4 separate regions of the Mus musculus genome follow, and all the other regions are linked to region 1. The links are chromatin contacts, called in public Hi-C, Micro-C and promoter capture Hi-C maps. All regions are on one chromosome and are shown on one strand. Each heading gives the region's core, a stretch centred on a gene start, on an enhancer-like site or on the middle of the called end of the contact. The rest is flanking DNA. Distances are from core to core; before and after follow the strand shown.

Evidence for each region. Promoter capture Hi-C pulls out the DNA fragments that hold promoters and counts their contacts. A called contact is a pair of places that touch in the nucleus more often than the background predicts.
Region 2: a Micro-C map of embryonic stem cells shows a contact between it and region 1, with 11 times the contacts expected there. The contact joins the promoter of Gnao1 here to the promoter of Irx5 in region 1. A contact is called at or near these places in 3 of 484 Hi-C or Micro-C datasets (B cells and embryonic stem cells).
Region 3: a Hi-C map of double positive thymocytes shows a contact between it and region 1, with 4 times the contacts expected there. The contact joins the enhancer-like site here to the promoter of Irx5 in region 1. A contact is called at or near these places in 5 of 39 promoter capture datasets (the 3T3-L1 cell line, embryonic stem cells, liver and 1 more), 1 of 484 Hi-C or Micro-C datasets (double positive thymocytes), 7 of 115 datasets of contacts at active chromatin or transcription factors (the NIH/3T3 cell line, acute myeloid leukemia, embryonic midbrain and 4 more) and 3 of 9 other capture datasets (adipose tissue, embryonic stem cells and liver).
Region 4: a contact with region 1 is called in a promoter capture Hi-C map of hematopoietic stem and progenitor cells, with 4 times the contacts expected there. The contact joins the enhancer-like site here to the promoter of Irx5 in region 1. A contact is called at or near these places in 9 of 39 promoter capture datasets (the 3T3-L1 cell line, the HPC-7 cell line, HPC-7-derived erythroid cells and 6 more), 3 of 115 datasets of contacts at active chromatin or transcription factors (fetal liver, neural tube and stem cell-derived neural progenitor cells) and 1 of 9 other capture datasets (liver).

The regions. Positions count from the first base shown.
Region 1 is chr8:92,354,554-92,360,758 of GRCm38.p6, reverse strand. It overlaps Irx5 (Iroquois homeobox 5), which reads right to left and starts at 2,963. Exons shown (of 3, transcript NM_018826.2): 1 at 2,330-2,963; 2 at 817-1,222; 3 at 1-665. The coding sequence starts at 2,575. It overlaps Crnde (colorectal neoplasia differentially expressed (non-protein coding)), which reads left to right and starts at 4,639. Exons shown (of 4, transcript NR_110452.1): 1 at 4,639-5,071.
Region 2 is chr8:93,808,552-93,814,756 of GRCm38.p6, reverse strand. Gnao1 (guanine nucleotide binding protein, alpha O) reads right to left here and starts at 3,919. Exons shown (of 9, transcript NM_010308.3): 1 at 3,304-3,919; 2 at 3,064-3,106. The coding sequence starts at 3,421. 4930488L21Rik (RIKEN cDNA 4930488L21 gene) reads left to right here and starts at 1,202. Exons shown (of 1, transcript NR_026888.1): 1 at 1,202-3,063.
Region 3 is chr8:91,156,659-91,162,863 of GRCm38.p6, reverse strand. It overlaps the pseudogene Gm8489. Among named protein-coding and RNA genes, the nearest start is that of Aktip, 26 kb to the right of the region's middle. Within about 2 kb of position 2,498, at least 42 of the 459 cell types and tissues checked have an H3K27ac peak or open chromatin away from gene starts, as enhancers often do. A contact at or near this core is called in acute myeloid leukemia and double positive thymocytes, where this site is marked.
Region 4 is chr8:91,248,577-91,254,781 of GRCm38.p6, reverse strand. Rpgrip1l (Rpgrip1-like) reads left to right here. Exons shown (of 26, transcript NM_173431.2): 18 at 1,516-1,706; 19 at 1,844-1,927; 20 at 2,205-2,300; 21 at 3,479-3,632; 22 at 6,003-6,073. It also overlaps the pseudogene Gm18603. Among named protein-coding and RNA genes, the nearest start is that of Gm36163, 22 kb to the left of the region's middle. Within about 2 kb of position 3,536, at least 17 of the 459 cell types and tissues checked have an H3K27ac peak or open chromatin away from gene starts, as enhancers often do. A contact at or near this core is called in the HPC-7 cell line and hematopoietic stem and progenitor cells, where this site is marked.

The DNA of each region.
Region 1 (6,205 bases), core at 1,714-4,213:
ATGAGAGCCAGGACCCGCTGTAGGGCTTGGCCCTGGCCCTGGGTGGCCGTGAAGATGTCCGAAGGAGCCATAGTTCGTGTAGCCCGGATAGAAGGGCGCCGTGTAATAAAGAGGCCGGGACAGCACCGTCCCGCCCGGAAAGGGACACTGCGCGGAGGGTGAGCGTGCGGGCGCTGGGGCAGGAGACGCGCGGCTGCCTCCAAGCGTTTGCCCGCCCATGGGCCCTGGGCACGGTGGGCATGGAGAGCCCTCGCTCCCTCCGCCCCCGTCCTTGACCTTGTCCGAGGATGTGGCGATCTCGGCCAGAGACCACAGTTTGGGCTTGGCTAGCACGGCCGGAGGCGGTGGCGGAGGTGGCGGTGGCGAGTGGATGACCGAGGATCCGCCCGAGCCGGGGGGCAGCTCTCCGGCTGATGGGTGCGGGCCGGGAGCCGGCACACTCGCGGGGTAGTGAGGACCCGCGTCTTCCGCCAGACGAGCGGTTGCGGGCCCAGCCGGGGAGGACTCGCCCGCGCGCGGGGGCCTGGGCAGCTCATCGTGGCGGCCTTCGGAGGACGACTCCTTAAAATCCGAGTCGCTGAGGCTGCCTTCGGTCTCCTTGCCGGCGGGGCTGAGCGGCCCCTGCAGCCGTTCGCAGCCCGCAGTCGCCTTCTGCTCTGCTCCTCCTGTGGGCGAAACCCAGGCTGTCAGAGGCGTGGAGGCCACGCGGCCAGGCCCGGGTTCCTGCCAGCAGAGGCAGGGACCCGTGCGCGCCCCCTCCAGGCCCCCTTTGCCTTTCGAGTCCCGCTCAACATACCCTTTCCCGCATCCACCAACCTGATTCGGGGCCCTCGAGGTCGCCCTTGTCCTCGGGCTTCTGTGGCTCGTCCTCGTCGTTCTTCTCCAGATCGATGTTCTCCTCCTCCTCCTCGTCCTCGCTGCGGTTCCGTGGCGTCCACGTCATCTTGTTCTCTTTCTTGAGGCGCCGGCGCGCGTTGGCAAACCAGGTGGACACCTGGGTGAGGGTCATCTTGGTGATAATGGCCAGCATGATCTTCTCTCCCTTGGTGGGGTACGGGTTCTTGCGGTGCTCGTTGAGCCAGGCCTTGAGAGTGGCTGTAGCGTCCCGAGTGGCATTCTTCCGGTACGCGGGGTCCCCATAAGGATAGGAGCCCAGAGGTGCTGCATAAGGGTGATATCCCAAGGAACCTGCCATACCGGGAGTGTGGTCGTAGGGAGAGCCCTGTGAGGGACAGGCAGAGGTTAAGTGAGTGAGGGTGTGGGCTACATAGCCACCCAAAAGACTGAAACCCACTTTCCCTCTGTCCTTGGTTTTGAGTGCCAGCGCGGGCCCGCACTCCAGCTTCCCCTGAGGCAGAGCTGGCTGGTTTAAACGCAAGAGTGACCACCTTCCCCCTCCTCAGAAGGCAGCAGGGCCCCCCAATTCTGATTCTGGCCCTTCGGGACCCCTGAGGCTGTTCAGGGTTTAGCACACCACCTTGGAGGCCACCATCTGCTGGGGGACCTCGGTGCCCAGGTCTCAGATCTGGCCTCTGCGGAAGGGCCCACGGTTCTCTTAGAGGCCTGAGCAGCCTCAGCAACAACTCAGAGCTCTGCTCCAGAGCGGCCGCATGTTGGGCGCAAGGGGTACAACAAGGGAAGGAAAGGCTCTTTCTTTAATCTTCAAAGAAATGCGATAGACAAGCTGAGCCTTAGCTTGCACACCGACGGTCTAAAAATGCTATCCCTAACCGAAGCCGTTGCGCTTTTCCAGAAATCACACCCCGCCGTAAAAACCCGGATACACCGCATCTCGCTGGCCGTTTCAGAAATTTAATACTTCCAAATCGGATTGCGAAGATAGGATTACGGATTTGCAACATTTTGGGGATTAATTAAAGGCGAGGCCAAACACATTTACATAGATTTAGCACACTACTACTGTTTGGAATTCCGGTCGGCTTCTTTTGAACTACTTTTTCCAACATGGCAAAACCAAAAGAAAGAGGAGGAAGAAGAAGAAGAAATTTGCGGGTTGTCCCAGAGCTTTGAGCCAAATGCCGTTCTTTATAGTAAAGACCAATCAATCCCCCCCCCTCCCCGCGCCCCAAAGCCTTCCCTTCAGCTCGGCGATCCCAGCAAGACGCGGCTTTCGCCAGAGCCACTCCGGAGCCCGCGGCTCGAGTGAAGCTGAATTAGACAATTGCTCAAGTTTGCAAGGGCCGCGAAGCTTGGCGGGTGAGGTGGCGCCTAGGCCCGTGTCCACCGCAACCGGGCTCTGCAGGCCTGGCCCCGGCTGCCCGCTCGCTCGCCCGCCCGCCCGCCCGCCTCGGACCCAGCTCACACTCACCACGTAAGAGAAGGCAGCGGCGGCCGCAGCCGCGGGGTCGGCGCCGTACTGGAGGTGCGAGTTGTAGCCGGGCGAGGGAGCCGTGAAGGCAGTGGAGCCAGCGTAGGGCGAGAACGCGGAGCCCGAAGAAGAGCGGCCGAGCTCATCCGTGCGGGGCCCCGAAATGACGCTGGTGCTGTATGCGGGGCACGAGTAGAGCGCCAGCGAGGCGGACGGCTGGTACAAGTAGCCCTGCGGGTAGGACATGGCCACACACGGGCATGGGGCGCGCCGCGCCGCGGCGGCCAACGAGCCGGGCGGCGCCCTGCGAGGGCGAGCGAGAGGGCACCTGGCTTCTGGCTGCCCCGGGCCGCAGCTCTTCGAGCCCCGGCTCCCGGGCTCCGGCCCGCGGCGCCTCCTGGTTGGCTTCCCGCGCGCCTCTGGCTGCGACCGCCGCGCCCGCTCCTCTGCGCGCCCCGCTTGCCCGGGCTAGGCTTTCTCTCCCCCCACCCCCCTCCCTCGCTCTTTGCACCGGGGGGCTCTGCTTTTGGCTTTGCAAAGGTCCTGCCAAGATGCTAAGTTGGAAATTGAGGATTCTGACGCCTTGTGTGCGCGCGAAGCTCCTCCTTCCCGGGGTGTAGTCGGTGGGGGGACTGGCAGGAGCCTCTGGCCGGCGGCAGCCAACCCGGCCGCCAGGCGCGTCTCGCCCTCTCCCTGTTCCTCCCCGGCTCCTCTCCCGCTCACTGGCGCTCCCCTCGCCCCTCCCTAGCGCCCGCCTCTCCTCCGCCACCCCCCTCTCCTCCTCTGCCCGGCCTCCCCCTCCTCCCTCCCGACTCTTCCTCTCCTTCTCTCTTTCTCAGACTCTCGAGCGCCGGCCCCAGGATGACAATCACATCCCAAGCGCGCCGATCGCTTCCAACTTTGCTCTCCTTTTGCTAACTCTGGGCGGAGCGGCAATCTCGACGTACAACTGGCCTTAGTCTTGGCTCGGGCCGTTCGGGAACACAAAGGGAAAGATGCAGCGGGCTGCGCTCGGGAGAACGCTCTGCGCCCTCCTCGCCAGTGCGAATAGCGAAGTTGGCGGACGTCTTGTTCTCCCGAGAGCTGGGCTGGGAGGTGGTTTTTCTCCCTCCACGCTCCACAGTGGCTTCTCCCTCCTGCCGGAGGTCTCTAGGTTGAGCTGGAGACCTGGAATTCAGATCCCAGGGAGAGTCGATGGATGCCGGCGCTCAGGGCACAGCGAGGCCGAGATGACCGCCTTTCTGCGCCAGCAACTGCAGCAGGTGGGCAAGAGCCAGGCCTAAGTAGAAGGGGCCCCGCTAGCCCTTCCTTCCACCCATCCCTGGCAGACGACGAGAAGAGGCTAGAGAGGAGACTCTGGGGTCTCTGGCTGGGGGTGTGACTTTTCTCTGGAACGAGGAAGGCAGTGGGCAAGAAGTGCCCGACGGAGAAGCTGTTCTACCCGAGTCGGTCCCCCAGACGCCCCCGGCCCCTTGCCATCCCAAGTAGCGATGCCTGCTTCTCATGTCTAGCCACGAGCAGCTTGCCCCGTCAGGTCTGTGGAGCCGGAGGGTGTGGGGTCTCGCCCCTTTTGTTCCACTAAGTCGCCTTCCACCCTCGCTCGCCCCCGCCCCAGTTCCACTGCAAACACTGGGCAGTGAACAGTGTCCAACCCAACCGCTGTTTGTTCAGCGAGGCGCTGGCCCGGCAAACACACACCACAGAGTCCCAGGCAGAGTTCTCGGAACACCCCCTCCCCAAACCCCCCACGGCCACACAGTGAGAAGGCAAAACAGACCCTAGTCCCTGGTCTCCACCTCCCGCCGCCGCAAATTACAAACGCACTGAAGCTTTGGGACAGACAGGGGCGCTGGTAAACCAGGACCGCCGGCGGCAGAGTGCACACACCACACATCAAGCATTTTGTGGCCTTTCACAACCCAGCCACGCGCAGGCTGGAGCGTAACAATACACAAAGTTTCCTGTAATGATTCTCACTAGCCAGCAAGCAGTTTGCTCGGTTGGGGCCGTGGCAAACACTAACCCCACGCGGATCGCACAGGGACCCGCACCGCGGCGCGCATTCACGCACGCGCGCAGACTGCCCCCTCACTTAGCACTCAGGATACAGGTTCCGCCCCCGAGAGGTTGGACCCCGCGGACTACATTCTCCAAGAACCTCTAGGCCTACCCCGCCCTTCCCCTACACAGCTTCGCCTCTGATTGGGCGTTGGTCTCCATTAGCCCCTCCTCTGGATGACGTAATCCGCTTCCCTCGGAGTTCCAGCGCCAGGGGGCGTGGCTGGGAGGGTCTTTGGCTGCGTATTGTCATGGAGACCAGAAGCGGTCGGCTGCTGAAGCGGGCGGCTGCGAGCTAGACTGATCGGCACGCGAAACCGGAGCCCTGGAGAGCGTGCGGCGGCCTGAGGCTGCCTCTCGGGCTGACCATTCCGGGTTCGGGGTAGGCCGGAGCTCTTCAGGGAGCGTCCCCGCCCCGACGCGCGGGTCCCCGCCTCCCGCGTCCGCACCGCCCCCCGGCTCCGCCCGCTCAGCCCGGCTAACGGTCGGCGCGGCCTGCCACGAGGGAGCGTCCGCGGCCCGCGCAGAGCCGCGCACCAAGCCGATGGCGGTGGACGCAGCAGGGCCCCGCGGTCTGAGTGCGGGCAGGCGCGCGTGGGCGTGTCTCCCTGGCCCACGCGTGTCCCCGGCATCAGTGTCTCGGCTCTGGTCCAGGACGAAGACTTCTGAAAGCGAGCCAAGGAGGTTTGTGCCACCGAGAGCCCAAGTCTGTCACGCAGACATCCTCATTACATAATCCTGCCACTTGGGCGACTTGACTGTTTCTGTCTCCCCCTCCCCATCTTGCTCCCCACTCTATATTTTTTCTGCTCTCTCTCTCTCTCTCTCTCTCTTTTTTTTTATTTTTTTTATTTTTTTTATTTTTTTTGGTGTGTGTGAAGGACTAGAAAGTGTCCTGCAAGATATTGAAACATTTAGAATTTGCGATTTTGTTTCTCTGGTTGTCACCTCCGCTCTACATCAAATTTAAGGCTCATTTCTTAAGGATGTCTCTATTTTCTGCTTTATTTGCACACTGATGGCTCTGCTGCTCTGCTGGCCTCAGCCGCCTGCGTCTGATACAGAACCGCGTTAATAAGAGAGGGAAGGCGAAAGCTGATCATTAGCAGGCAGACGGAACTCAGATAGCATCTGGCGTCCTTTTCTCCATGTTTACAAGAAAGCTTTTATATTCTCGCTTGGTAAACACATTCTTGCTGGCAAACACAAGGTTTTAACTTTTTATCTTGATACTAGGGGAGAATCAACACTCCTCCCCACACAAACACCTTTTTTTTTTTTTCCTTTCTGTTCCGTCAGCTTTTCCATTTGGGAAACTGTTCACTTGTTAGCTGTAGTTCCGGGTCTCTTGTCGCTGAAGCTTTTTATACACCAGCAGAGGTAGGACCCTCATGCCAGATCACCAAGACTCGTTTATTCCCCCTTACTGCTGCATTTGTATATTTCTAAACATGTACTAGGGCTAGGTTACTCTGTTTTTAATGTTGGCTTGTTAAGCTTCATTTAAAAACTTGCCAAGGGTTTATTGGTTTGTCGTGTCTGCACGGATCTAGTTATGCCTAGCTCTTAAAACATCGAGCTTTAAAATAAGACCTACGATTGTGCTGCCAAGATCTGGCATGGCGCTTGCTCTTCAAGTTCTGGACAAGTAGGGCTGTCATTGTTTCTATCAAGTGCAAAGGAGGTGACGCCTGTTTGCTTAGTGTAATAGTTGTTTACAGTGAAAACTTTAAAGACTTACAAAAGTAGACCCGCAGGATTTTAAAGATCTCGTCATTTCTGTGGCTGAGACACAGCAGCAGCATCAGGAAAGGCAAC
Region 2 (6,205 bases), core at 2,670-5,169, 1.5 Mb before region 1:
CCAAAGGAAGGGGCTGTGCTACTAGGCCCAATCCCTGGCTCCTCACAGGGTGTCACCAACGGCAGACTCTCTAACCATCTAATTTCATCTGCCTAGGTGAAACAACACAGCATCTGAATTAACTTACACATATGGCCTGACGGGCTCGTCACCAATCATATTGCACAGGGAAACAGGAAATTGCTTTCTGCAAATGCTACCGAGGCTTTCTGGGCTGGCCCCACCCAGAAAGTACAATCTTCCCCGGCTACAAATGACTCTCACTCAAGTGGTGATCTCAAAACCCATCTCTGGAAGTGAGGACTCCAAAGAATCTGTCACCGGGATACAGTGACACCAACCTCACATTTTGTGGTTAATAAAACAAGTCCTGCATTCGGCTTGGCACAAGTCCCTGATCTGATTTATTTCAGGCTCAGCTCATAGGAAAAACTGCCATTCATGAATGCTTCAGGAGGGCAGGTCAGCTGGGTTTTTTGTGGCACAACTGGCGTGCTCACACCCATTTCTGGTGGACATTCTGATCAAACCTAGCCGATTTCCTAAAGAGATCTGGCACGTTTTGTTCTTAAAGGGAAACAAACAAACAAAAAAAAAATCAATTACAAAAAAAAAATCTCAGTTTTGACAGGCAGTTTTCACAGAAAAGGTGTTTGTGGGAATAGAGAAAGGAAGAAATGCAGGAAAAGAGAAAAATGTTCTGATTTCCGATTAAATAGAATCAAACATCGGACACTTCACCCCATCTTCCTCAGTGCAACCCAATATAAGTCAGACGCACAGGACTTTCCTCAGAATGTCTCCTCAGTCTTCCTTTAAGATTTCGTGCCCCAGGACTTAATCAGGAATTTCCATTCTAAAGTGGCACACGGATCTCCTCAGAGAGCTAAGCTTTCTTTGAATAAAAAAGGCAAGTTGCCCTTTTGGGGACTCGATACGTATTTTTAAACCTCTTATTAAATCAACCTAATTTATGAGGCATGTTCAGGAAGAGCAGGTAGCAAGCTGCTTTGGTGGATGCAAAGTTTCTTTGCCATCCCCTCCCACACCCCCAATTCCACCTCCTTTGCCCTCCTCCTGCCGAGGGTTTCCGAATGTCTTCGGGGCCTTTCCGAAGCCGCCGAAGCCGCTCGGCCCTCTCCGCTTGGACCCCGACTGTGCTCCGAACACTGTCGAGATCCTCCGAGCCCCGCTCCCAGGTCAGGCCGAGCGGAGCCGAACACCGCCGAGCCAAGCTCAGCCCCATCGACTTTTCCAGCCTCGGCTGGGCGCTGTCCACCACTTACAACGCCTGAAACCTCACCCTGGCTCAGGAGGCCGAGGCTTCTACCGGACTCCCGGCCTGCCACAGTGGATTACAGACTTGTGAAGTTTCGAAACCTGCCCCTAAGGAGAAAGAGGTGGCGCGGTTTGCATTTCCCGACACGCGAGGGCTCCAGGCAGATGCAACATGCACCTTGTTGCAAAGAGCAATTCCCCAGGCCCCGCCTCCCCATCCATTTGGACTGCACAAGCCCCAGAGAAACCCCAGGCCAAATTACTGGTGGCTCAGAAGGGTGAGGCTAGCCGAAGGGGCCTGTGAGAAGAAAGCCCCCGGGAGCTCTCGAACGCAAATAAGAACATGCCAAGCAGATGGGAGAAACTGTCTCCTAGTCGCTGCTCCCTACCATCATGGCGCCGCCTGGAACTCGCTTGTCATGCCTGTTACACATGCAAGAATTTTTGCTTCTTGGTTTTGAAACCACAAGCACGATTTGTCTCCCACCCACCTTCCCTCGAAAGGGGCTTTTATTTTCCATTGTTTTCCTACGGGATGCAATTACTTCGGCTATTCTGTCAAGTTGAAAAATAATCATTTTTGTTTACAGCACAGCAACCTCTAATTAGGAGCTGTGTGTGCACGAAGGTGTCACAGCAAAGCGACATGGAATCCTCGCTAAACGGTCCTAACGAACTCCTCCGTCCCGAACTGACAGGCCAACGGAAACAGGGCCAGGAGGCCCGGAAGGCACGCACCCGTTCCCTGCCGGCCACCCCTCCCCAGGCAGAGCTGCCTGGAGGCTCACCGGGAACCGTGGAGTGGATGGGGCAAGAAGCAAGCCAGAGAGGAGGAAGGACGGGCGAGGCTCCTAAGTGGGGAAATGTGGAAAGGAAGGAATATCCCATTTTGTTTTAATTTTCAACCATCACTCAAATCCACCCCCAGTTAATTAGGAGGGGAAACTGATATCTAAGGCAGAAAGGGGGCGGTGGCAAGTAGGGCCTGAAATCCGCATTGAAGGTAGAATACAGAGTGTAAATACAACGATAAAGGCTACACAGTGACTGGAACCTGCGGGTGTCAGAAGAGCAAAGGCTGGAGGGCCAGGGAGGAGAGGGGCTGGAGGGCAGATGAAACTGGCTTTTAGCCCCACAGACCCTCCCACCTCTGCCTTGGATAAGGCTGTGTCTGTCACATCCGCTTGGAAACCCATCCTTTCTCCCCAGTGCACGCCCCCTCCCCTAACCCTTGCTCGCTTTGGGGGGGGGGGTCGTCTAAGCCACAGCCACCAGGAATTCAGCACCAAACTCGTGAACAGCAAACACTTGATCCTCCACCCCAATCTGCTAGGGCTGGGTCCCCTCCATGTTTTAGTCAAGTTCAAAATCACTGCCTCAAGAGAAGCAGGGGGAAGTGGGATTCGAGGGGTGGGGTGGAGGAGGAGGGGAAAGAAGATGAGGCAGAGACAGAAATGGAGGCAGTGAAACACGAAATACTCCACGAGCAAGAGTTATGATCATAAGCACGCCAATAGTGTGATGTTCTGATCAATATGGCGGACACTGTCATTCATACAACTAGAGGCGCTCTCATTCCCTCCCCGCAAACACCGACCCCAGGAGTTGGGGTGGGGGACCCAGAACCAACGTAGGGAGTGGGGGAGGGGAGGCAACCTCGGGTTTCTTCTGTGTGTGCGCGAATTAAAAACCAGGCCTGGAGAGCAAATATGGGTGAGCAAGATAATAAAAACGATATAAATTATTCTTAATAAAAGTACAAATCCCAATGACACAGGGACTTACTTCATCTGCTTCACAATGGTGCTTTTTCCTGATTCTCCAGCCCCTGTTGGGACACACAGAGGGGGGGAAACTGGTGAGTGTCAGCTCATGGAAATGGGAAGGGGGCTTCAAGGCATGCACAGGGTGGGCGCTCCTGGGCACAAGGTGTTGCCAACTCAGGGACCAGATTTCCCAGGGCGCAAGTCGGGTTGGGAACTGTGGCGGGGGTCGAGGGGCGGGGGTGGCTACCCAGGTCCTTACCCAGCAGGAGTAATTTCACGTCTTTGGCGGCGCTGATGCCATCTTCTTTGAGGTTTTTCTCAATCGCCTTGCTCCGCTCGAGGGCGGCTCTCTCCTCTGCGCTCAGCGTACATCCCATGGTGGCCCCTTCCCTGCCACAGCCCGCACGACTAGGCTGGCACGACTCCCCGGGTCGGCGCGCCCCCCACCCCCCCACAGAGCAGAGCCTGGGCTCAAAGGGGAGAAAATCACGATATCCTCTCCTTGGCTGGGAACAAAATTGTCGAAAGACCAGAATCCCCCCAAAAGGACAGCCTCTATTAAGATTCCAGCGGCGAAGATTAGCGGCGGCTGGCTGGGGTCTGGGGGTGTCGAGGTGAGGGTAGCCGGGGTCTGGGGCTCCGGAGCCGAGAGAGGAGGCGCCCGCGGGCCCGGGAGGCGCGGGTTGCAGGCACCGAGGCTAGTGCACGACCCAAAATAAATAAAATAGGAGTCGAGGCTGGATCCGCAGCCGGAGCCGGCGGAGGGTGGGGTGGGGGGCAGGGTGGGTCCTTCTGCCGCGGCTGCCGGAGGCGGAGGAGGAGGAGGCGGAGGCGGAGAAGGTGGAGGCGGCGGTGGCGCGGGGTGTGGAGGGAGTGAGTTAGGGGGTGCCGCTAGTGCATGTGCATCGCCGCTCCTCGGCCGTCGATGCGTCCGCGGCGCCTTCTCCGACCCCCGCGCGCGGGGCAGGGCTGGGCAGAGGGCCGGGCCGGGGGTGGGGGGTGCAGCTCTCTCTAGCGGGAGGCGGCGTCGCCGGGGCCCAGAACTCGCATCGCTCGGCGGAGCGGACAGGAGACGGGGAGAGCGCGAGGGAGCCGCGGCCAGCGGGGAGCGCGAGAAGAGGCGGGCAGGGAGGGCAGGGCACGCGCGCGCGCGCCGGGGCGGGCGGGGAGGGGGGGGGCGAGGCGAGCGCAGCTCTCGAGTGCGCCTGGTCCTGCGCAGCGCTCCGCCAGCCGCCCGCTGACGTCAGCAGGGCCGCGCGCCGGGGGCCCCGGGGACGGCGCGGGCGGGGGCGGCGCGCATGCCCGCGGGACGCGTCAGACAAGCGGGCGCGCGCGCGCGGCGCCGCCCACTCTCGGGTCCCCCTCCCCCCGCGGCTCCCGGAGCGTGCCGGGCTGGGGAGGGCGGGGCCTGGGGCCGGGCGCGCGCCTGCGCCCCACCCCGCCCCACCCCGGCGGGTCTCGCGCGCCCGGCCCGCCTCCTGTCAACCCCAGCGCGGCGGTCAGGTGGTCCCCAGCCCTGGGCCTGAGCCTCCAGCTTCCTGGTCCCTCGGGCTCTGGGTCGTGTCTCCGGCAGATCGCCTTACCGATTGTTCTCCTTCGCGGCTGGAGGTGTAGCCCCTAGTCGAGCTATGGTGCCTCCGCAGATGTGAGGAGGTAGTGGGTCAGGATAAACCCGCTCACTCCATAATAACGCGCTGGGGCTCAGTGACGGATTTGGGTCCGCATTTATTGAGCATCTAGTGTCTAGAGACTGGGCTAGTAGAGAGGAAAGTAGCAGGCAGAGAAGAGGCAAGGCCTGCTCCGCAGGAGTTTTTGCCTCCCTTAGCCAATGTGAGCCTTACCGCGAGATGCCCACAACCTCTGTCGCTAGAGATGGTTACCATCCTAGGATGGCTTGATGCCAAAGGCCCAGGGACAGTCTTTCATGAAAGCCTCTAGCAAATACTTGTTCCCTTAAATTTTTCTCTATATGATGAATCGATGGCCTCCCTTGGTTCTTGAATTCTTGTATCCCCAGAACATAATCCGGTAAAAATGAATTCTTCATAGGTTTGTGATAAGAGATTTTTTTTCTTCCTTTCATCTTAAAATAACAAACTACTAGAAGAAATACACCCTTCATATCTTCTCAGATAGTCAGAAACCAGGGTCAGTTATTCAGCAAACAGCGAACCCAGCACTGGGGAAAACAGTAGACAGTTGCCAAAGATCGGTCATGTTCTGGGTGGTCTCAGAGCCTGAAGACATTAATTCTTACTGCACAAAATAGTTTTACAATCAGTTCCACCAGTCAGCCCCAGGGGCCTTCCTAGATGGAGGAGCCAACAGGCAAGACTGCCCAGGATAAAGACAGGCAAGGGGCCAGTGGAAAACACTTTCTTTTTTCGTAACAGTTGGGCATTTCTGTGACTCTGAAAGTAAACTTGTTTGCTTCATTTCAGCAATGGAGAGAAAATCCTATTTTGGAAATGTCACTCAGCATAAAAATATATTTGCAAGGGGGAAAAGGGGCAATTAAGACCCACTCAGAAGAAAATATTTTTTCTCCTGCATGTTTTTTTTTCATAAGTTTGGTGTTTCCCAATGTATGTTTGTCTCATTCGACAAATGTCTGTGTCAAAAGTATATGTAATATAATTGGAATATTTAAATTTGAGTCATACCTACCTATTCTAGGAAACCGACAAAAAATTCTATAGATTTATTTTATACAGCACATAAATAATCCCTCCTCTATTTTCTTTCCTCTTTGTGTTGGGTGGGGAAACTATTAGAAGATGAATCTGGTTTGGCTTAAAAATCAAGTATCATTAAACTTGTCCTTCCAGATCGAAAACAGAGATCTCAGGTGCCCAATATTCTATAGACCTTGCTTCCTGCAGAGGTTGCTGGGGACAGTTGCCTAGATCTACTGTGAACCAGATTCAGAAAAAAATTTCACTGCCATTTGTACAAGACTGCATTTGATGGACCGAAGGTAAGGATCACCGTTTCACTCTGCCCTGGGACAGGGCGGTGGCGGTGGCGGTGGTGGTGGTGGTGGTGGCGGTGGTGGTGGTGGCGGTGGCAATACCCTAGTAAATATATTTAGTGTTCTTTCATATCAAGTGATTTTCAAGTGAAGGCCTTATGTTCCTGGTGGCATTCTGGTTGTGTATGGG
Region 3 (6,205 bases), core at 1,249-3,748, 1.2 Mb after region 1:
GCACCACTTTACCAGAGGGCCAATCCTGTCCTTTCCCCCAGTGTCCTCCCTACAGCCGGCCTGCTTTTTGTGCTAAGGGGTAACATGGCCTTAAGTCTTATTTTTCTTTCGACCGTGAACTTGGTCTGCCTTTTAAGGTTAATTTAGTCCCTTTAGCTTCTTGCCCTGTTGTGTGGGGAACACCCAGAGCACAACAGAACGCTCCCTGACTCTCTACATGGCTGGTATTTCCCACTCACTGTTTGCTTATTGCATGTGGACTCTGTCACCACGTGGGTACCGCACCCACTCTGATTTGCTCCTTGAGTGACCCGCTCATTGCCTCTGTACCTCAAATACCATCCATGGGAATGGAGGTGTCTGGCTCTTTGCTATTTCCATATCTAACCTAAGGAGGAAATGAGAGGCATAAACCATTTTCTGATGTCTTACCAGCCTTGAAGTGCTGAGGTGATTTTGGTCTTTGTTGAGCAACAAACAAATTAGTTTTCATTTGGATAAGCCTCGTTTCTGATGCCTTTCGTTCTGGCCTGGCCCCACTCCACGGCTCAGTTACTAAAGTGACTGTCACCAGTGAGGAGATGGAGGGAGCTATAGGTCAGAAGTTGTTTGCTAACTAGCCAGCTTCGATTTCTGCAGACTCAGTGGACACAACTGAGCATAGTTGATTTCCTCAAATCTTCTCAAGTTGATTTTTCAGAATGTCTTTAATACAGGTTTGTCTACCTAGCTAACCCATTTATCTACCCGTGAAGTTAAGAAAACACCTGGAGCTATCTTTAGGGTACCTCTCCACTCCCTTGAGCCCCCTCTCCTTGGGCACACCCCTACACACAAATCCCTACTCAGAAGACCGCTCCAAACAAGGGTAACTAATTCCCAGTGAGTGGTCTACACCTACCTTCTCCTACAAAATCAGAGAAGTTTGTCTTTGAAGTCCTTTCTAGCTTGAGGTGTTGTTTATTGGTTCCTGACAGGAACCTTCCAGTGTAGCTCACGGTGGCTTCAAACCCACAATCCTCCTGCCTCAGCCTCTCAAGTGCTGACATTATAGGTCTGTAACACCACATCTGGTTCTAATTCAACGTCTCTAGAACCAAAGATGGTGGACTACAAGGGATGGAGTAATCTGTACCGATGTTCACTCCCTGTTGCTGGAGTTTTCAACCTCAATAAGCCCATATGATAAAAAAAAAAACACAATCCAGTTATTATAATCATAATCTATAAGCCTAGACTGGGCAGATCTAACACTATACTAACTTATACCCTAGCTATAAGACCTTTTTCTCCTTGCGGTTTCTCCTGGCCATGTGGTTCTGCTCCATCATGGCCCCCTCCTCTTTCTCTTCCTCCTCTTCCTCTTCCTCTTTAGTCCTCTCTCCTTCCCCTCCCCTCCTCTTCTCTCTCTCCCTGCCCCCGTTCTTAAACCTCCAGTCCCACCTTTCCCTTCCATTGCCCAATCACAGGCTCCAGCCTTTATTTACCATTTAAAACGGGGAGAAGGTTCCCATGAGATCACCTGAGTATGTTATGGACAGATGGACCGCTCTTGAGGGAGAGAGGAGCAACCCCTCTTAAGGAAGTAGAATTAACATCAGGAATACAAACAGCAACAGGACAACCTACAACAGCTCCCCACAGTGAGAAACTGGGGCTCCTCCTACAAATGAGGTGACCCACTCATAGGTCACAGTGGTGGTCATGGCAGGACAGCAAGTGTGACTATTTCTTAACAGAGTCTCCCCTTCCTCAGCCTAGGGTTATTTTTTCCTGTTTCTCAAGAGCAGAAAGAGCTTAACTTGGAGAAACAAAGACCTTTCTCTGGACTCTCCAGCATGTATGCCCACTGGCAGCCTCAACAACCGTTGCTGGGACAGTGGGTTGGGTAAGGAGATACTGAATGAGGGGGAAAAATGTCTTGAAACATTTAAATCACATAGGGCAGATGTAAGCAGCTGTGTGAAGGACCTGAAGCAGGATTCCACTCTCCCCTCTAGTCATGGGTGTGTGGAGAAACTCCTAGAAACCAAGAAAGTGGGCATCATGGTACCACAGCACAAGGTCAGCCCAGGGGTCTAGGTGGCTCTGTGGTCAGAGATAGCCAAATCTATGTCCAGCCTCCCACCCTTTCTTTGGGTTCAAGCTGCCAAGTTAGTAACTTACGGACCTGGCCCGTCAGGAAGTGGCAGACCCAGTTCCTGCAGAAACCACTCCTGATCATGTGCTCTGTGGAATGCTAGGAGCCAGAATGTGTCTCTTCTGATCTCACTTCCGACAGGCTGCCCTTGTGAATGAATGTGTATCTGTGGCCTCTTCCATTGTTGGGTGGGTTACTGGGTGAGTGACTGGCAGGAGAGGAGGGTCTAGCACAGGGATGTGCATCGCTGGAGACTTTACACTGTCCCCTGTCTGTCACAGAGGGGCTTCCTGTTACACAGGCTGTTGTGGGTTGACTTTCCGCCTCTCCAGCTTGTCTTAGCTGCTTGCAGGCAGGTGTCCCGGGGAAGCAGAGTGAAGAGCTGTGACCTATGCCAGCAGAGAAGCACCCTGCAGTCTGGGGCCTCCCCAAGGCTCCACAAAGTTTAAACCAAGCCACCACATCCTCCCATTATGTTCCTGTTAATTGAGAAGCGCTCCTGCGTCAGGTCTAGGTGGCAGAGCTCCGACAGGCTGAGTGCACAGAAGGCCGTGGCTGATTGACAGGCCCTTTTATTCCTCAGTGCACCGTTCTCTCCGGTTTTTTTGTATGTTGCGTTTTAAATGCCAGCAGTGCCACTTTGCCCGTGGGTTTGTTTGCATAGCACAAATTAACAGTCGAATCAGGTGCTGCTCCTGAATGGCACAGAGAGAGGTCACAGATGCCTTTGGGGGTTCACACAGTCAAACCAAGAGGATTATGGGGCAGATAGTTTTGGGGATTAACGGATATCTCTCTTTCCTGACACGTGTTTCCCACCTGAGCAAGATCACTGCACCAAATTAAAAGTGTGGCCTCTGTAGCCACCTCTCCTGCGCTAGGGGAGCCTCGGCTGGGCCCATCCCTGGAGGAGCAGCTGCTCTGTCCACTCTTGCTCTTATTGATGCTCCCCAACTCAGACTACAAGCTTCTAAGGAAAGCAGATGCTATGGCCATTGCTCCCTCACACTGAAAGGGCGGATTCACTGGGAAAGGAATGAGTGATACTGTTTTCATTATCATAGCTGCATACCAGCCTAGGGTATATGCTTAAACTACACTCAATGTCTCTTTACTTCATGCTGAGCTAAGAGGTTGACTCATTGATTCGTTGATATGCCGATTGCTTGCTTGCTTGCTTGCTTGATTTATATTGTATTTGGGTGAGTGTTTCACCTACAGCCATAGCTGTGCACCGTGGTCATTCACGGTGCTCACAGAATCTAGACCAGGGCATGAGATCCCCTGAAACTGGAGTTTCAAGGCATCAAGAGTACCATGTGGGTGGTAGAGACTGAACCCTGAACTCAGGTCTGCACCAGCAGCAGAGGCTCAATTCCCCGAATGAAGCAGACTAACAAAAAAGATTAGCAACAGCCACGAAAACAAAGAAACACGGTCCCTAGTCAGTTAGACTCCTCAGCTGGTAAAAACTGTTAGCTGTGTACATTTGACCACTGCAGCCCAGTCCGTGCTTGGGTCCATGGTCCTGCTGCGGCTGGGGGAGGTATTAATGTTGGTGGCCTGTGTTACCACTGAAGGTCACTGTGTCTGGTCTGTGCTGCCCCCTGAAGCCATGTTGATGTAACTGGGCTGTTGATGCTGTGGAGGGCTATGGTGTTGTCCGTGGCAGAGGGCCCAGCTGATGTCCAAGTTCTGTACTGCCACCAGAGACCGTGTGGATGTCCGTGGTCCGTGCTATCACCAGAAGTCAAGTGGAAGTCCATAACTGATCAGTACTCCAGCTGAAATACAGTGTGTGAGATGTCTTAGTTCTCCACGTAGTCACACTCTCAGCCCAGGCCTGGGCAAACGGTCATTATCTTTGTCCTCACATAAATATTTCTCAATGGCGTCCAGGACACCATTGCTGATGCAAGTGTTGTGGTGGTGCTGTAAGGACCAACTTCCTCTATCTGAAAACACAGCCTTTTCTTCTCCTGTAGATTGTCTAGCTGGAGCACATAAGAAATGGTGTCAAGCCGGGCGTGGTGGCGCACGCCTTTAATCCCAGCACTCAGGAGGCAGAGGCAGGCAGATTTCTGAGTTCAAGGCCAGCCTGGTCTACAAAGTGAGTTCCAGGACAGCCAGGGCTATGCAGAGAAACTCTGTCTCAAAAAAACAAGGGAAAAAAAAAAAAAAAGAAATGGTGTCAAAGATGACAATGACAACATCCGTGTCTGGGGCAGTAAGCAGACTCAGCATTGACTCTGAGATTCTCGAGTGGGCAAGCAGAGTCAGCAGGCACTGAGAGGCCCCAGTTACCATGTTAGCCACGGTGCACACAACCTCTTTCTGGACTTTTAATTCTGCATTCCTTAGTAGGTCTATCAAAACAGGCAGCAAGTTACACAAAATCAGCTGCTCGATGTGGTGTCTGGGCCCAGCGGCCACGTTGCTCACAGTCCGGGAAGCCAGCGTGTAGATGGAGGACTTTGGGTGCTTCAGGACCTGGCCCAACACCTTCAGCATGCCAGCATCAATGGCCATTTGGGTCTGTTCGTCTGTTCCAGCCACAATGCTGCCCATAGTGTGGAGACAAGGGGTCAAGACACTGAGTTCCAAGCTGGATGGGCAGGATGCCGGTGGTCACCACATGATGGGCATACTCTTTGCCACCCTCAGTCAGGTAGCACAGGTAACTGAGAGGATCTCATTATGACAGTGCAGCAGGGGCTGACAGAGGGTCGGTAGCATCTGCCTCATGGAGGCGACCTCACAAGGATGTGGATTTTTGTTTCAGCGTAAGTTGAACAAAGTCCATGTGATATTCCAAAGAAATGTGTGGGGAATAGTTCGTTCTTTCTTCTCTTTAGCACCTGCTCATCTTTCCTGGTCTTCTGGAGTTGTAGGCTGGAAGCAATCCTCTGTTGTCGCTGCAAAGACATTTCTTTGCCTCAGTGCTTATATTTTTTCAGCCTCTCTGCGGGAGCCTCTGAGGTAGATATGTTAACTGGAGGAAAGACATCACCTTTAAAACCTCACTCAGTGGGTTCCCATTTCTGTTCACAACACTTCCTTAAGAGCAGATCCTGAGCCTTCCAGTCTGGGCAGGTGCCCTGAGCAGACCTTGGTTCTAAACTCTGCAGCCAGTCCACTAACACCCAGAGGAAGCGCCACTCTCAGGTGCTCTAACATGCCCAGGATCATAGGATCAGAACTGAGGAGGACACAACATCTGCCCCAACACCAGGGAGTAACTGGGACCAGCGGGACACAGGCACGCAGGAACTCCACCAGACCAGTGGCATGGGTTCCTTCCGGTCTGGGCTGTTACCCTGAGCTGCAAAGGCTCTTAACCATTGAGCATCTCTGCAGCCGAAGTTTTTGTTGTTTTGTTATGCTCGCTTTTTAGTTTGTCTGTTTTTAGTTTGTTGAGACAAAGTCTCACTGGGTAGCCCAAGGTGGTTTTGAATTTCGAATCCCCCTGCCTCAGCTTTCTGTGTACTGAGGACTGAAGAGAAGACGCACATACCCAGCTGGCCTGTGTTAAGAAGTGGGATTCGTGGGGCGTGGTGGCGCACACCTTTAATCCCAGCACTCAGGAGGCAGAGGCAGGCAGATTTCTGAGTTCGAGGCCAGCCTGGTCTACAAAGTGAGTTCCAGGACAGCCAGGGCTACACAGAGAAACCCTGTCTAGAAAAACAAAACAAACAAACAAACAAACAAACAAAAAAGAGGTGGGATTCTTCCATCTCCTGACTCACACTTGGCTGGGTTCACACATTCACATTACCGGTGGAGCTCCTATAGATAGGTGCCATTTGCCAGCTTAGATACCAGCAGAGTCCTGGTGCAGAATTAACAGGGGTGTTAAGACCTAGCTGTTGGGACCCACTTATACCCACAGGGAGGTTGTGACAATCTTGACTGTCACATTTTGTGCTTTTTATAGAATCAGTCTTGATGCTAAGTGGGGCTCAGTCTTAGTTACTTTTCTTTTTGTTTTTGTTTTTGAGTCCATGGTGGCAGAGCAAAGGCATGGTATAAGAACAGTTGAGGGGTTATGTCTTGATCTGCAGGGGG
Region 4 (6,205 bases), core at 2,287-4,786, 1.1 Mb after region 1:
AATATTTTCTGTACCTTTGGCCTGGGTTTCTTCCTGTTCCTCTAGTCACGTTATTAGACTTGATCTTTTCATAGTGTCCCAGATCTTTTGGATGTTTTGTGCCAGGATCTTTTTAGATTTAACATTTTCTTTGACCTGAGAATCCATTTCTTCTATCATGTGTCCAATGCCTGAGATTCTCTCTTCCCTCTCTTATATTCTGTTGCTTTTGAGGTTCCTGTTCAAGTTTCTAATTTTTTTCATTTTCTGATTTCCCTCAGCATGGATTTTCTTTATTGATTTTTATTTCAACTTTCAGGTCTTGAACTATTTTATCCATATCCTTCTACTGTTTGTGTTTTCATAGGTTTCACTAAGGGATTTATTAATCTCCTTCTTATGGGCCTCAATCAGATTCATAAAGGCTATTTTAAGGTCCTTGTCTTGTGCTTCAGCTTTGTTGCAATATTCAGTGCCTACGATGGTAGCATTTCTGGGCTGTAATGGAAATATTTTGCCCAGGTTATTATTGATTGTGTTTTATGTTGGCATCTAGGCATCTGGGTTTGGGAAGATTGGAATTCTAGGTACTCATATCTGGTCTTGTCTTTGTTGGATAGGTGTTTTGTTCCTTGATTTTTGTTGCCCTCTGTGGTTCTTAGGAGAGAGTGGTGACTGGTAGAAAAATTTTCTGGGATTCTAATAGGTGTGACCATGGGGTGGGAATAGGGTTCTAAGCTAAAAGTTTCTAGGTACTGGAACCTGGTACATGGGAATGAGGATGGATTAGGAGTGAGGGCTTATGGGGTCTACACTACAGGGGAAAGGAGGGTGTTCCAGTAAGATCTGCTTAGTCTCCTGGGAATGAGGACAGAGAGTAAGGAGAGGCCACAACAGGGAGTTTGCTGTAGAGCTGGAGGTGAGACTAGGGGATTGGGTTGGGAGGAGAGAAGGGAGGGTGAAGATTCAGTTAAGCTACCTGCTTTCCTAGGTGTGACCAGAGAGTGCCTGCTGCAGTTAGGGGCTAAAATGAAACAATGAGTGGGTGGGGGGGGAGTTTAGAGAAGAAGATCTGTGTGTTCTATTTGTGGGAGCAGGGAGGGGGCAAGGCAGCAGCAGGGAGCCTGCAATAGAGCTGGGGGTACAAAAGGAGGATTAGATTTGGAGGAGAGGAAAGAGAGGTGAAGATCTGTAGTTAGCCTACTTCTTCCCCTGGCCTGTGAGTCAGACATTCCCAGAGAATGCTTGCTGGTGTTGAAGGCTGGGGTCCTAGGATGAGTCAGAGAAAGGGAGGATGGAGGGAAAGGTCTCTGTACTCTATGGAAATAGGGTCAGAAAGGAAGGGGGACCTCAGGAGATGTTCTACTGCAGAGCTGGGGAGAAGACTAGGGGATTGGACGTGGAGAACTAGTGGGAGAGGTGAAGATCCAGTTAGGCATCTGCTTTCCTGGCCTTTGGGCTCCCAGGGCTCCACTGTGATTCCTAAAATAACAAAGCTTCACACACACATTAGAAAATAATCTTCATAATTTGCAGGAATATTTGAGTTGATGGATAAGGAAAAGCATGCTGCAGGAACTATCCAAGTTATATTGAAATGGAAATTCACCTACCTTCCACCAAGTGGATCAATAACTACTGAAGACCTTGGAAAGTTCGTTTGCAGAGAAGAACCAGAGGCTGTTCAGAGACTACCTCCAAAGTCCTCAGATGTTACATCAGTTGTAGTGAGTAGCAGTGACTTTTGATTTTATTTAAAATACTTGAATATAAACTTAATAACCAAATAATTGCACCCAAAACTAGCTGAAGTCTCATCTAAAATGTAATGGTTGTTATAGTCTGACATATTGTTTTATTTTAGGCACCAAAACCTAAACCAAGACAACGTTTAACATTTGTGGACAAAAAGGTCTCTTTTGCAGATACCATATCACACCCGAGTCCCGTAAGTAATGAATACCCCAAATACCAATTTCCCTTTCCTGTATCAAGTACCAGAGAGTATAGACTATACTGTACCTTTGACATAAGCAGAGACAGTAAGCAGAGCCCGTCTTTACTGTGGTACAAGGTTGTAGTGTTTGATATTGTTCCATGACCCTGTATCCCTTTCCAACTCCCCACTGAGTTTCTTGATCTTACACAGCCAAGCTTGTACCTTCCTAAAACTCCTCTTGTAATGAATACAAAATAACATACATGATTTTTCCCATTAATTCAAGGAGACTTCTCCTCCCCCTAAAGATATAAAAGACAGTTCTCCAGAAGTGGGACCAAAACCAGAAAATGGTCTGTCAGCTGTTGCGTATCCTTCCAAGGTATGCCTTTGTATTAAAATTATTTTGAAAGGTTTATTTTGGAACTTAAAAGGCTTTGTCTTATGTGTTAGACATGATTAAGGAAATCATAGCATTTTCCCTACATTTGAATAAGACTTTTTTTTTTAGATTTATTTATTTTATTATATGTAAGTACACTGTAGCTGTCTTCAGACACTCCAGAAGAGGGTGTCAGATCTTGTTACAGATGGTTGTGAGCCACCATGTGGTTGCTGGGATTTGAACTTAAGACCTTCTGAAGATTAGTCGGTGCTCTTAACCACTGAGCCATCTCACCAGCCCTAAATATGACTTTTTTATGATAGAAAGATTTTTTTTAATGATAAGTTCAATATATATGTTTATTTATACATTGGTAGGAAATACATGTGTTTATAAACTAAAATCAATGTAAAAATCATTTTGAGATTAATACATATTTTTGTTTGTTTATTTAATTTTGTTGAGATAGGATTTTATGTATGCCAGGCTGGTTTCAAACTCACTGTGTATCTATGGATGTCTTTGGATTTGTATCCTCCAGCTTTTACCTCCATGTGATAGTATTACAGACATGCACCACCACACCACGCTAAATCAAAGCATTCATTCTTAGCATATATTTAGATTTTTATTGACCTGTGTGTTTTTATCTGTTTATATAATCTAAGTGACTATTTTCTAGGGAGTCTTTAATAGCTGTGTAGCGTATCTCCATGTGTTTCGTTGAGTAGCAATAGTGGTTGTAGACATAGAGGTGATAGAGATGGTAATGGAAGTGGTGGTGGTGGTGGTAGGTGTGGTGTTGGTGGTGGTGGTGGTGGTGGTGGTGGTGGTGGTGGTGGTGGTGGTGGTGGTGGTGGTGGTTGTGGTGGTGGTGGTGGTGATGATGGTGATGGTGGAAGAGGCGGTGGCAGTGGTGGTGGTGATTTAGAGACAGAAGCTCACCTGAAGCTCAGAATGGCTCAGAACTCACTTTTTATTTCAGTCCATGCTGGTCTCAAATTGTTGGAATCTTCTGCCTCTTGAGTGCTGAGGTTATCAGGATAAGACGCCATGTCCGGCTATATGCCTGTGTAATCGAGTCTCAAATGGACATTGTATGATTCAAGTGCTTCAGCAAGAACGCTCTAAGACATAACAAATACAGCAATGTGCTTCTCTTCTGCATGTTTCAGGAAAGCGGTGTGGCTAAGGTAGAAGAAAATGTGGGGGAAATGCAACAAGGGAAAGAAGACGACATCTCTTTCTTATCTGAGGGCCAGCTTGCCTCAGGAAGTGTGGCTTCCTCTGAAGATGAAACAGAAATAACTGAAGAATTGGAACCAGAAGGTGACTTTTCTGTTAAAACCGTTGTTGTTTAGCTGACTCTGCTTTGCTTTCTCTGCGAAGGCATGCCTGCCACACACAACATGTCATTCAGTAGTGAATCCACCTCATGATGCTTGCCTCTTGGCAGAAATGGTAGGTGCGAGCTCTTCAGGCTGATGTCTCTCTCTTCTTAGGTCAGCTTGGTGCTCCTGCATAGAATACAAGTTTATTTTGCATGTGTATGTACATGTATGCATGTTGCACACATATTTGGAAGTCAAATAACTGCTTTTGCAAGTAGGTTCTCTACTTTCATGTAGGTTCCAGGTGTCAAATTCAAGTCATCAGGCTTGGTGACAGGCACCTTTGCCCACTGAACCATCTTGCCGGCTCCTATAATGCTATTTTAATTGGGAAGCTAGTGCCACAGAATTAAATGTCAAATACCAAAATTTGTAGTTTAAACATGTATATAGTTTATCATATATGTGTTTTTACCTTAATAGAACCATATTTTTTAATTCTTAAAAGTAAGGAAGGGTAGCATTGGTTTTTTGTTTTGGTTTGGTTTTTTTTGTTTGTTTTTGGGTTTTTGTTTTTTTTTTTGTTTTTTGGTTTTTTTTGTTTTTTTTGTTTTTGTTTTTTTTTTGGTTTTTTTTTTTTTTTTTTGAGACAGGGTTTCTCTGGATAGCCCTGGCTGTACTGGAACTCACTTTGTAGACCATGCTGGCCTTGAACTCAGAAATCGGCCTGCCTCTGCCTCCCGAGTGCTGGGATTAAAGGCATGTGCCACCACGCCCGGCTGGTTTGGTTTGTTTTGTTTTGTTTTCACAGTATTTTGTATAAGCCATTGGAAAATATCTGCTATGTGATAGCAGATGTGGGCTTGGCTTTATGAAAGCTTGGATGCCATATCAGAGCTGGGCTGAGTGCCAGTCCCCGCTTCCCACCCCCACCGTCTTTGTGCATTACTTACCAGACACTCTAGCAGGTACCCAGTGCCTCTCAGACTAAACTACTATGTAGATAAAAATTCATACGGCAACTTAAAACAATGCATAGGAGGGAAATGGAAGAAAGATGTTCTTTCTATAATTGATGACAATAACTAGTTGAATCTAGTCTTGGATAGATGTCTTATGTCTCGTGTTCAATTGCATGGATAGAAAAAGGCCAGCTCTCACTGTATAGCCACAGCTGCAGATGGCCTACTGACACAGTTTTATCTACTTCCTGTTGAGGTGAAAAACAGAAAGACTTGTGGATGGTATAGAAAGACTTTATCACAGTATAGTTTTGTTATAAAAGTACACCACTGCTATGGCGTAGTCCTGCTTCCATATACTGCCCTGTAAGATATATACATTGCATGAGTGGTGATACTATACCTTGGCATAGACCAGTGCAGGCTGCTGGCTGGTTAGTCAGCACAGATGTGCATAGCATCCCTCAAACACACAGTGACCGATGAAGGAAGGAAAAAGTAAATATTAGGACATTCAACTTCTCATTGGCGTTGTTCACAACCGCATCAATAAATTTTCAACAGTAGTTAACCACGTTCAGATTTTTACTAATTTTTTCACTAATACACAAAGTAATGGATTTCCTCATTACATCTCCATACCGATATGTCATTCATTATACCTTGCTTTCATTCATTTTCCTCCCCTTCCTTCAGTCTTTGATATTTTTCCATTGAAATAGTTGTTTAAAGAAAGAGCGGTCTACCTTTCCTGTGCATGCGTTAGCTATGCTTGCTCTTAGTTGTGTCTCTACTTGTGAATGAAATAAAGCTTGAATGTTTTCAGGTTTGCTTTCTACCACCATTTATAGAAATTTATAAAACTGGTTCTAGTTTAAAAGTACAGTAAACAGAACATTGAAAGATTTTTTAAACAATTGAAGAAATCACTAAGCACAATAAAGTCCAGTTATAAAGAGGAAGAAGGAGGGACTGGAGAGATGACTCAGTTGGAACAGGTGCTTGCCGCCAACCCTGAGAGCCTGGGTTTCAGTCTCCAAACTCACATAATGGAAGGAGAGAACTGACTCCCACAAGTTATCCTCTGACCTTCACACGTGTAGTGGCCCATGAAACAAACACACACAGAGAGAACGAGAGAGAGACAGAGAGAGGTGGGGGAGAGGAGAGAGAGAACAGACAACTAAATAAAATTTTAAGAGGAAAAAAGCAACATCTTTTACCTTATACTTCATCTGTTTTCATTAGTTTTCAGGTCATATTTTTCTTTCCTAAAGCATACATACAAATGTCCTTGGCAGCTAAACGTGATAGAGCTGGCCGTCGGGTTGTTCATCTGTACTGTATTTATGTACAATACATAGATTGACTGACCTGGGTAAATGTCGCCTCATATTTTCTGACAGATGAAGACAGATCAGCTTCAGACAGTGATGACTGTATCATTCCAAGTTCTGTCTCCACAAATACCAAACAGGTGAGTACCTCAATGCCACATGCAGCGTTCTAAACTAAGGCTGACTTTCATTCTCAGCATAAATGGAAATTTAAGGCAAAAAAGTTTCTGTTTCTGAAAACATTTTAATGTGTCTACTGCAAGACAGTTGTA